2 separate regions of the Sus scrofa genome follow, and region 2 is linked to region 1. Evidence: chromatin contacts called from public Hi-C data. All regions are on one chromosome and are shown on one strand. The core of a region is the stretch at or near the end of the contact, and the rest is flanking DNA. Distances in the headings are between cores, read along the strand shown.

Region 1 (5,028 bases), core at 1,570-4,069:
TTCATTTGTGCCATATATTAGATTCCAGATATAAGTGATATCCTATGGTATTTGTCTTTCTCTTTCTGACTTACTTCACTCAGTATGACAGTCTCTAGTTCCATCCATGTTGCTGCAAATATCCTTCTTTTTAAAATGTTCTTTTCTCTCATGGTCTAATCCAGGAGATTGGATATAGTTCCCTGTGCTATACAGTGAGACCTCATTGCTTATCCATTCTAAATGTAACAGTTTGCATCTACCAACCCCAAACACCCCATCCATACAATTCCATCCCCTCTCTGCTTGGCAACCACAAGTCTGTTTTTTATGTCTGTGAGTCTGTTTCTGTTTCGTAGACAGGTTCATTTGTGCCATATTTTAGATTCCACATGTAAGTGATATCATATGGTATTTGTCTTTCTGACTTACTTCACTTTGTGTGATAATCTCAGGTTGCATCTGCTGGCAAAGGTTTTAAACAAGGTATGTTTTAATTAGTTTCTCAGTCTTTTTCTAATCTATTAAATGAATTTAAACAGATAATCAAAAAAGGGAGATAATTTCTCCCAGAAAGTCCTTTATTAATAAGCTTAAATTTAGGTCATGTCCAGATTTTTATGATAAAATAATTCACACATATCAAAGACTGTATGTTGCATGTGAACACCTGAGGCCCAACCCCCCAACTGAAGACTAGATCATTACCAGGCTGTGGAACTGGCCCTGGGTTGCTCACCGATCTCATCCCTCTCCTTTCAGGTTCAAATCATGAAATTAAAAAATGTTAACATTTTAGCAGTTTCTGTTGGTTTCATTTCCATGTCCTCCAAAAGAAATACATGCACTTGTCAGTACACCATCTAAGAACATATGCGGAAGTTTTTTTTTCTTTAAACATTGCATATGTTTAAGGAAATTGCTTTGCAGCCATTATCTTCATTTTAATACAGTAATGCTTACTGCTTGGAAATTCCACTAGATGGAGACATTTCATCATAAAGAATAACAATACCTATCATCTCCAGCCTTTCTCTTCCTTTCTTTCTCTCTTTCACACCCACAATACCCTCCCGCCCCTACACTCACACCTGGGTATTCTCCAAAAGAGTGAAGAAATATTAAATGCTTGCAGTAGAGACTAATTTTTTTTTTAATTGCAAGATAACCTTCACTGAGTTAGTTCTAACTGATTTAAATGAAAAAAAAAAAGATGGAAATGTCATCTGAGGCAGGAAGCCAACACATTTTGCTGCAGGTTGGGACAAGCCCAGCCTTATTCAGGTGATCTGGTATTAATCAAGCTATTTCCATTTCAAATCTATCTCATTTTGGTCTCAGCAGAGATGAGAATCCAACTACCAGATCATTTTAAAGTCATGTATTAGGAATTCATGATTTTCTCTTAAGTGACTCCATTAATCTCACAAGGGTTTTCAGTTACTCATGAGAGAGATAAAATCCTTCTTTCTTTTTCAAGGCCATCTAGGGTCACTTTCTCCATCAAAGGAGATATGAGGTGACAAGGACACAATGTATTATGTAGTAAGGCTCACATGCTGTGCCCAGATAGGCTGGAATGGACTTGAGACATAAAAAAAAAAAAAAAAAAAAAAAAAAGTCTTTGAGCAAATGAATAAATCTCTTTTTAAGACCCTAGGAAGCTAATTCAAATAAATAGGTGATTTCTGCACAAACTATTCACCTTGATTTAGGAAAATAGGATCTTTACTACATTACTTTTCCTTGTTTGAGTTATTGTAGGTAATTGGTATTATTAAAGCTGCATTTTTCTTTTTTCCCCCCTCTTTTTAGGGTGGCACCTGTGGCATATGGAAATTCTCAGGCTAGGGGTCGAATTAGAGCTGCAGCTGCTGGCCTATGCCACAGCCACACCATATCCTTCACCCACTGAGCAAGGTCAGGGATCAAACCGGAGTCCTCACGGACACCATGCTGGGTTCTTAACTCACTGAGCCACAGTGGAAACACCTAAAGCTGCATTTCTTTAAAGAGTTCTTACAGTTCAGCTATTTCATTAATTCAGGGTTGATGAGATTTTAACTCATCTTGCTCGGATTCAAATATACAATTTACGCACATATAGTTTGTGAATAGTTTCTCTAACTCTTATCTGGCCCTGGTTTAGAACAGCTTTTAAGTTTGCCTAAGAGCTTCCCCTGTTGTTCTAATTTAAAGACTTATCAAAATTAAAAGTCTCTTTCCAATCCCCAGCATTGCTCAGAGGGCTCATGGTCCCAGGAGCTGGGAGCCCAGAGCCCTGATGGAGCCAGGAAGTGGCATTTGCCAACAGAAGTCAGCCTTGATCTATGGAGCTATGGAGCATTATCATTATAAATGCTGAATTCTTTCTAACTTTGGTCACTGCTCATCTTACTCTCAGAGAGCATATCCATAACAATTTGAAAAATGCTTTGATGGGCTCTAAACCAGATTTCTTCTTATCATGATGAAAAGAACTTAAAGGAGTTGCTAGCCTAGGCAATGAGCAGTACTCCACTCTGTGTAAAGTGTTTACTGTATTTTAGAGCTGCTGTTTCTAGGTGGTACATCCCTGGCCGTGAAATGAGAAAATAGGGAATAAAACAGATGAAGGTACCTATTCAAAAATGGGTCAAGTTCAAGGATGTGCAAATACCCTGTACTAAGCACCTACACTAGGTCAGCGAAGGAGGCCCACCCCCCCTTGGTGAGGAGAGTGCTGGGCACAGGCGCACACGCGGATCACGTGTCATGCTGCCATGCGAAACACAAAGGCTGGTCCTTGAGTTCTGCCTCTAGACTGGGAAAGGAGTGGGAGGACACACACTGGGAGATGTGGCAGCTGCCCCAGGGAGATCACAGCCCTGTCCCTCCCTCTCTTTCAAGCGATGAGAGCCAGGGCCCCAGAGAGGCTGGGGGAGGGGGAGGGAGACGCCTGCCATCTGGTTCTGTCCTCTCGCTTTGTTTTTCCTGCCTCATTTTCTCTTCCCTGTTATTACCCTTGACTTCAGGATACTGTGTTTGTTACAAAAACCTTATTCCCCTGCACCCCTCCCCAATAACCTTGGAAAAGGGTATTTAAATGGCATGTAAGATGAGAAATTCCACTGGCAAGAGAGAAGACTATTAGACGGGGAAAAAAACCCCTTTGTAATATTTTCTTTTAAGAGAACAGGGTCAGAAGTTCAAAAGCCTTCTGTAAACATTACAGGCCAGGCATGCAAATCACAAAATATAGATTGAGATAGATCAGCTCTTCCTTGAGTGTTTCTCCACAGCTGCAACTGGAAGCCATTCAAGATCCTATCCACATTAACGGAGGAAGAAATCGCAAGTTTGATTTGGGCGAGGACTGGCTCTCCAAGTGCCCTACAACCGATGTGGGGATCCACCCGCCCTATGGGGAAAACCTAAGAAGAACTGTGTACGGGAATGCCTACTATTCTTTAATTCTCACCTTTTAGAAATTACAGATTGATTGAAAGTTCTAACCATCCTTGGCATTTAGGAAATATTGTATAAAATGGGGAGAGGTAGGGAGGGTTATTTCAGATTTCAAAGTTAGTAGACTGACAAGAAGCATTCATCTGAGCATCAGATTAACAGTAAGGAATCATCAATCAGAAGAGATCAAATCCCCCCCCCATCCCTTCAAAACTTCATGCAACACAAATGGCTCAGCCCCTCTAGCAGGGACCTTTCCCACACTGACCCTGACGCTGCCCTTGGGATGGATACCGGCCCAATGCACCGGGGCAGATCCCTAACCTGAGCCTCTGGCTCCTCATCTGTCAAACAATGACTGAGACACGTCTCAGACAGTCGTTGTGAAGAATAAACGAGAACATTTGTAACTTAGCACATGGCTGGCACATAAGGAGCCTTCAATAAAGGGCAACTGTTTACTATTTTTAAAAAATGCCTCTGGCTAGAGAAGGAGGGCTTGGGGGCGGGAGCAGGTAATTCTTTTTGATCTGGGTATGTGTTGCACAGGAATGTTTGGTTTGTGAGTATTCTGCAAATAGTACACACTTTAATGAAATTGCAGTAAAATAAGTACAATGCACGACTTGAACCATTTTCAAGCTGAGTGGCATTATTCTTATTCAAGTATCACCACGTACATTTTTGATCCGTGTACTTGACCACATGTCTTTAAAGTAAAAAGTTAAAAAAAAAAAAAAAAACTACCCACTCTCCTGCTAATGATGACAATAAAGATTTCAAAAATAACCCTGTAACTATGGAAATGGTGCCTTCTGATGTCTGGAAGTCACTGGCCTCTTATGGGAAGGGGGGAGGCCGTTCTTGCCTCTGAAAGGTGGTCCTGAGAATCAGGGGCGTCCCAGAGAAGGGGTGGGTTTTCCCAAGAGGCAGTTGTCAGGGCCTGAGGAAGTTCCCTGTTCCAAGGACCGCTCTTCTTCCTAGGTGAGTGGGCTGCCTCTTGCCTGCCCTCACGCGTGCTCTCAGGGAAACTGAGAAAGCCAGGTTTCCCGCCCTTCAGAAATCCAATTTGCTTAGAGAGCAGAGGGCAGTGTAGCCAGCACCCAGGTGGTGTCCTTCCCCAGCCACTGGGGGGCGCTCAGGAGGAAAACGTGAGGTGTAGGGAGAGGGTCTGTCTTGCAGACAAGGGACACCTCCATTTTCTTCAAGCCTGGGTTTTTCTGGAGGGCCCCCGACCCCGTGCACACATAGTGGTGTGCACAGCTGGTAGGTGTCTTCGCCTAACAGACAGTATTTAAAAACCATAGGGAAATCTGACCCATATTTACTCTCCCTAAAGGAAGCATTATATGCAGGATTTGGAAAGTGAGTGATTCTCAGCCTGGACATTTCCCCACTGCCTGCTGCACTGATGATGCCTGCACTGTGGTCATTCTCAAGCGGGCAAAACTGCTTTTCCTTCTAACTTACAAAGATTTCGGTCACTTGCAAAATTTCATTATGGCAAAATGCCTCCATAGGCTTCACTGACTTGGCAGTTTTGAAAAAGGAACTTGGTGCTAGCCTTCCGTGAAGTTAGGCCAACAGGTGAACTTAGAAGAA
Region 2 (5,074 bases), core at 2,379-4,878, 310 kb after region 1:
TAATAAAATTTAAATCATACTTAAGGAGTTCCCATCATGGCTCAGTGGTTAACGAATCTGAGTAGGAACAATGAGTTTGAGGGTTCGATCCCTGGCCTCCCTCAGTGGGTCAAGGATCTGGCGTTGCCATGAGCTGTGGTATAGGTCGCAGATAGGGCTCTGATCTGGCGTTGCTGTGGCTGTGGTGTAGACCAGCAGCCACAGCTCCGATTAGACCCCTAGCCTGGGAACCTCCATATGTCACGGGTGTGGCCCTAGAAAAGACAAAAAATAATAATAATAATAATAATAATTAATAATAAATAAATAAAATAAAATTGTACTCAGGTGAAAAAGTGGTCCCATTGGCAGCTCCAAGCCACTGAATAGACCCAACTATCTCCTGTTTTGGCTTATGGAACATCTTGGTAACAATGGTGGGAAACAGACTCACCCCTAGACTGTGATTCAGAAAAAGACTGATTCAGAGAAACACAAGGTACTTGGTGGAGCTGCAGGATAGCTGGGAGGCAGGGGTCCCTGCTGGGAGAGTCTTGAGGGCAGAGAGCCGCGGAAGGTAGGAGGAAAGTAAATGCTGCGTGAACACACACTCAAGATCTCACAGGGGCTCTTGAATAGGCAGCAGTCATGATTTCATGAAGGGGACTCTTAGCCTAAACCCTAGTTACTTTTCTCTACATGGAAGGTGGGCATCTGGGAAGCCCAATCCTAAGAGTAGAGTCCCTCTGAGATCTATCCCCAGATTCCTGAGCAGCCACTCAAATAGAAAATATGGGCAATGGGTTAATGCTGAGCTTCTGTGCCCCTGAGCTTCCCTGAAAGTGCAGAGGGAGAGAATAAAGACCCATGGGCTCTGGGCCTTGGGGGAAAAACAGAGGAAGGGAAGTGAAGACTATGTGATACCCAAATAGAAAGGAGTCAGAGGAGTTCCTGTTGTGGCGCAGTGGAAACGAATCTGACTAGGAACCATGAGGTTGTGGGTTCGATCCCTGGCCTTGCTTAGTGGATTAAGGATCTGGCAGTGCCCTGAGCTGTGGTATAGGTAGTGGATGTGGCTCAGATCCTATGTTGCTATGGATGTGGTATAAGCCAGCAGCTGTAGCTCTGATTAGACCCCTAGCCTGTGAATCTCCATGTGCTGTGGGTGTGCCCACTCCCCGCAAAAAAAAGGGCAAAATAGGAAGGAGTCGGGAACACAGAACAGTCTACCAGAAAACAAGCTACCTTTTCTTGATGAACTGAGATCTTATTCGCCATGAGGACACTTCCACAATGATTGTGGACCAACGTCAAGTCCTGGACTGGGTTAGGAATGGAGGGAAAGAAATGTGGAGGAATATCGTCTCAGCAGGGGTGAACATTTGTATCAAATGCCTCTGATAAAACCTCCACTTTCCTTGGGGAAGTTTTCAGGCCATCAGTCATTCACACTCTAAGCTAAATTAGTGAAATGGCTACTTTCCTTCTGATATTTACATGAGGAAGGAGAAAGTTTTAGTTGGCATGAGCACTGGGGAACTTGGGTGGTAGAAGGGTATTTGGGGTGGGAGAGGGAAAGGTTGGGTAAAGCTTTGCACACTTTAGAAGTCAGGTGTGACAGGATGTCATAATGGGGCCCTGAAGCCAGAGGAAGTACTGTGACATTCAACATGTGTGTGGGATGTTCACAGATAAGGGACCAAACAAATCTAGTGACAAATGTATTTCCCAAGCCAGAAATGTTGCATCTTTGGACCCATATTGGCCAGAGTATTTAATCTGTATGGTGGAAATATGTGTTAGTGCTGACCTGCATATCTGAAAAAGGAACATTTTATTTTAAAGCTAGTAAGGAAAAGAAATCTTAAGAATAAAACCGAGAAACTTCAAAGATCTGAGCTTTCTATATAAGGACAGAAGCTTTTTTTTTTTTTTTTTTTTTTTTCCTGTAAGTGGAACAGATTATCAGCTTGGGGATGTAGAGCCTCTTTACGAATCTTAAACCCAACTGCAGAGAAGCCGACATTGAAACTGGAGAAGGCGAGTTTGTGTCCTTAGAGAGCTCTGATGATGTTTAGGCTGAGCTTTCGGTTAAACGTTTTGAGACCTGTTAAGAATTGTAAACTCTCCTTTCTCTTAGTTCGGCTGCTGTAAAACAGAAAAACAAAAGCAAGGGTCAGAGAGTTGCTCACTTGGAGAAGACCCCAGGAAGGACCAAATAATTCATCAAGTGAAGCAGATGTGGTCCAGAAAAAAAAAGACTAACTGGAGAAAATCCATCTGAAGACCAGGCTCTTTGTTGACAGCTGGCCAGAAAGACATCCCAGGATTTCTACACACTCTGAAAATGTAGAAATGGGTGACCCATCACCCTCTGTATAGGAAAAATTGGTTTACTTTATATGTATAATATATATTGAATATAGAATGTTTGCTTTAAAAAATCATATTTATTGGCATTCTCATTGTGGCTCAGTAGGTTAAGAACCCAATTAGTATCCATGAGGATGCAGGTTCCATCACTGGCCCTCACTCAATGGGTTAAGGATCTGGCATTGCCATGAGCTGCGGAGTAGCTTGTGGATGTGGCTGGGCTCTGGCATTGCTGTGGCTTCCTGGGAACCTACATATACAGGGGGCAGCCATAAAAAGACAAAAAATAACAACAATAACATTTATTGATCTTACCTTCACTATAGAGAAGTATGAAGAGGTAAACAAAAGGATAGGCTATAATCTCACTTTGATAAATAGATCAGTGAACAAATCTATCCATGGTCACAAAATACAAATATACAGAAAGGCCTAATTCTTTTTTTTTTCTTTTTGTCTTTTTGCTATTTCTTGGGCCGCTCCCGCGGCATATGGAGGTTCCCAGGCTAGGGGTCTAATCTGAGCTGTAGCCACCGGCCTACGCCAGAGCCACAGCAACGCGGGATCCGAGCTGTGTCTGCAACCTACACCACAGCTCACGGCAACGCTGGATCGTTAACCCTCTGAGCAAGTGCAGGGACCAAACCCACAAACCTCATCGTTCCTAGTTGGATTCGTTAACCACTGTGCCACGACGGGAAGTCCCAAGAAAGGCCTAATTCTTGATTTATTTGTTTGGCTTCTGATTGATGGACAGTCTATTTGTTCCCCCTCCCACTCTTTTTTTTTTTTTTTTTTTTTATATTACAAATCTTGCTGCTGTGAATATCCTTGTATGAACAAGGTGAACATCTTGGTGAACTTCCACTCAGATACCCAGTGGGCAAGTTCCTAGCACTAGGAAGGCCAAGTCAAGGGACATGCATAAAAATTGTAACAGATCATAGCTACCCTTTACTGAATAGGTACTTTGGGCCAAGAAAACGTCTATGTATTATTTTGCATCCTCATAAAAACCTTTCAAGGTCATGAATATCATTTGTGATCACAGGGGAGGGTGACCTGAAATTCAGGCAGGAGGAGGGGTCTACCTTGGGTAAGAGCTGCTGGTGGCAGAACTGGAGTTTGGTCTGAGTCTTTCTGTCTTGGAACTGACATGGCCACACAAGGGTAACAAATAACATTGAGGAGATTGCCAAACTGGAAGGACCTTGGCCATCTCCTAGTCCAAGGCTTTCCATCCCAGACATGGCAGGGAGACTTCAAGCTCAGTGTTTTGCCAAAGGCGATGTTGCTAGGTTGTACAGGGAGCTGCCTTCTAGGACAGAGCCCTTACAAGGGCACTAAGGGGTTTGCACGCTGGGGCCAGAGAGGTTCTTCTTCCCAGGAAAAGCTCGGATGAAGCATAGAAATTCAGAGCTGCTCTGCTTGAATGGAGGGAGGCAGCCCAGTGCCTGCCTATCCATTTTTCTCCACCTGTTCTGTCCCTGTCTTGGCCCCTCTGCGGAACACAGTTTGAAAACCACGCTCTGCACCACAGCTGCTGTGCCTTCCACGTTAATGATCCTTACTGTCCTGGGCAATACCCAAAGCTCTGAATTGTTCCTGCAAGTGTCTGAGTGGGGCGGGGGGGGGGGGGGGGGGGGGGGGGACGGCACCCTTCCTGCTGCTGTTCCCTTGGCCTCATCTTCCTGCCTAGGGGAGGCCTGGCCTTGCTCCTTGCTCATGCTTCTTGCCTTCCGGACAGGCTATTACAGATGCATTTAGGACCCTGGCAGGGTTGTAAAAACGCACTATGATTAATCCTAGCCGAAAAGTCAGAAAGCATAAGAAAGACGAGATAATCAAAACATTTTAAAATGTGAAACTATCTTCTGCCTGGGGCGGCGTCGGCGGAGAATTACAGCTGCTAAATGACCCAGTGCGATAAGCATTCTCCGCGGAGCCACCACGAGAGGATGGGCGAAAACAGCAGGAGCCGCGCCTCTGCAGAGGAAGCCAAACAGGAAATTTGATGTGAATCATCAGAAAGCAGACCGTGCAGAAAGGGGCGCTTCATCAGATGGGGCGCATGGTGGTGTGCTGTTTAGGGCAGAGGATGGAAGATGGAGCCTTCGCTGGGTCTTAGTTAGAGGCGCCGGGCGTCCGTGGTTTGCGCGAGACTGAGATGAACAGATTCTGCTGCGGGAGGAGGGACTGTTTCGGAAACTGCAAATGAACTTCAGCTTTGGGCACTAGGAGAGGAGGCCAGATTGATGCCCCAGTGATGCCAGGTGTTCTGTGTCTGAGATGCTGAGAAAACCTTCAGCAGACCGCGCGTGACCTCAGCTTATTTCCTAGTCAGTTATCCATCAATTTCTGTGTCACCTGCCCCATGGGGGTTGGGAGGCAGATCGCATTTTCGCACTTCTGGCAGACATGGAGCAATCAGTTTCCTAAAATTAGGCAGGGTTCCATTCAGTAAGACCTTCACGAAAAGTGAGGCCGCCTGCAGGCTTTGGCCCTGTGTGGCGTCCCACAGCCCCTCCTCTGCTGCGGGAACTGGCCTCTCCCCACAGGGAGGAGGTAAGAGGGAAAGGTGGGAACATGTCATCTGGGACTGTGATGCTGTCTGGAAAGCTGGAGTGCCCTGAACACTGAGACAGCCCAGGATTCCTTTTCCCCAGAAGGGGATTCTGGAGGCAACACTGCCTCTTGCTCACACCAGCTCCCCTTCCCAGCT

Evidence for each region. Hi-C and Micro-C count contacts between places; a contact is called where the count stands out from the background.
Region 2: a contact with region 1 is called in a Hi-C map of omental adipose tissue, with 2.4 times the contacts expected there. The contact joins two enhancer-like sites. A contact is called at or near these places in 24 of 47 Hi-C or Micro-C datasets (adipocytes, alveolar macrophages, blood and 14 more) and 2 of 2 datasets of contacts at active chromatin or transcription factors (alveolar macrophages and skeletal muscle).

The regions. Positions count from the first base shown.
Region 1 is chr1:77,632,717-77,637,744 of Sscrofa11.1, forward strand. All of the region lies in intron 2 of FYN (FYN proto-oncogene, Src family tyrosine kinase), which reads right to left. Among named protein-coding and RNA genes, the nearest start is that of FYN, 7.1 kb to the right of the region's middle. Within about 2 kb of position 2,820, at least 22 of the 83 cell types and tissues checked have an H3K27ac peak or open chromatin away from gene starts, as enhancers often do. A contact at or near this core is called in omental adipose tissue, where this site is marked.
Region 2 is chr1:77,937,168-77,942,241 of Sscrofa11.1, forward strand. No RefSeq gene overlaps it. Among named protein-coding and RNA genes, the nearest start is that of WISP3, 66 kb to the right of the region's middle. Within about 2 kb of position 3,629, at least 15 of the 83 cell types and tissues checked have an H3K27ac peak or open chromatin away from gene starts, as enhancers often do. A contact at or near this core is called in omental adipose tissue, where this site is marked.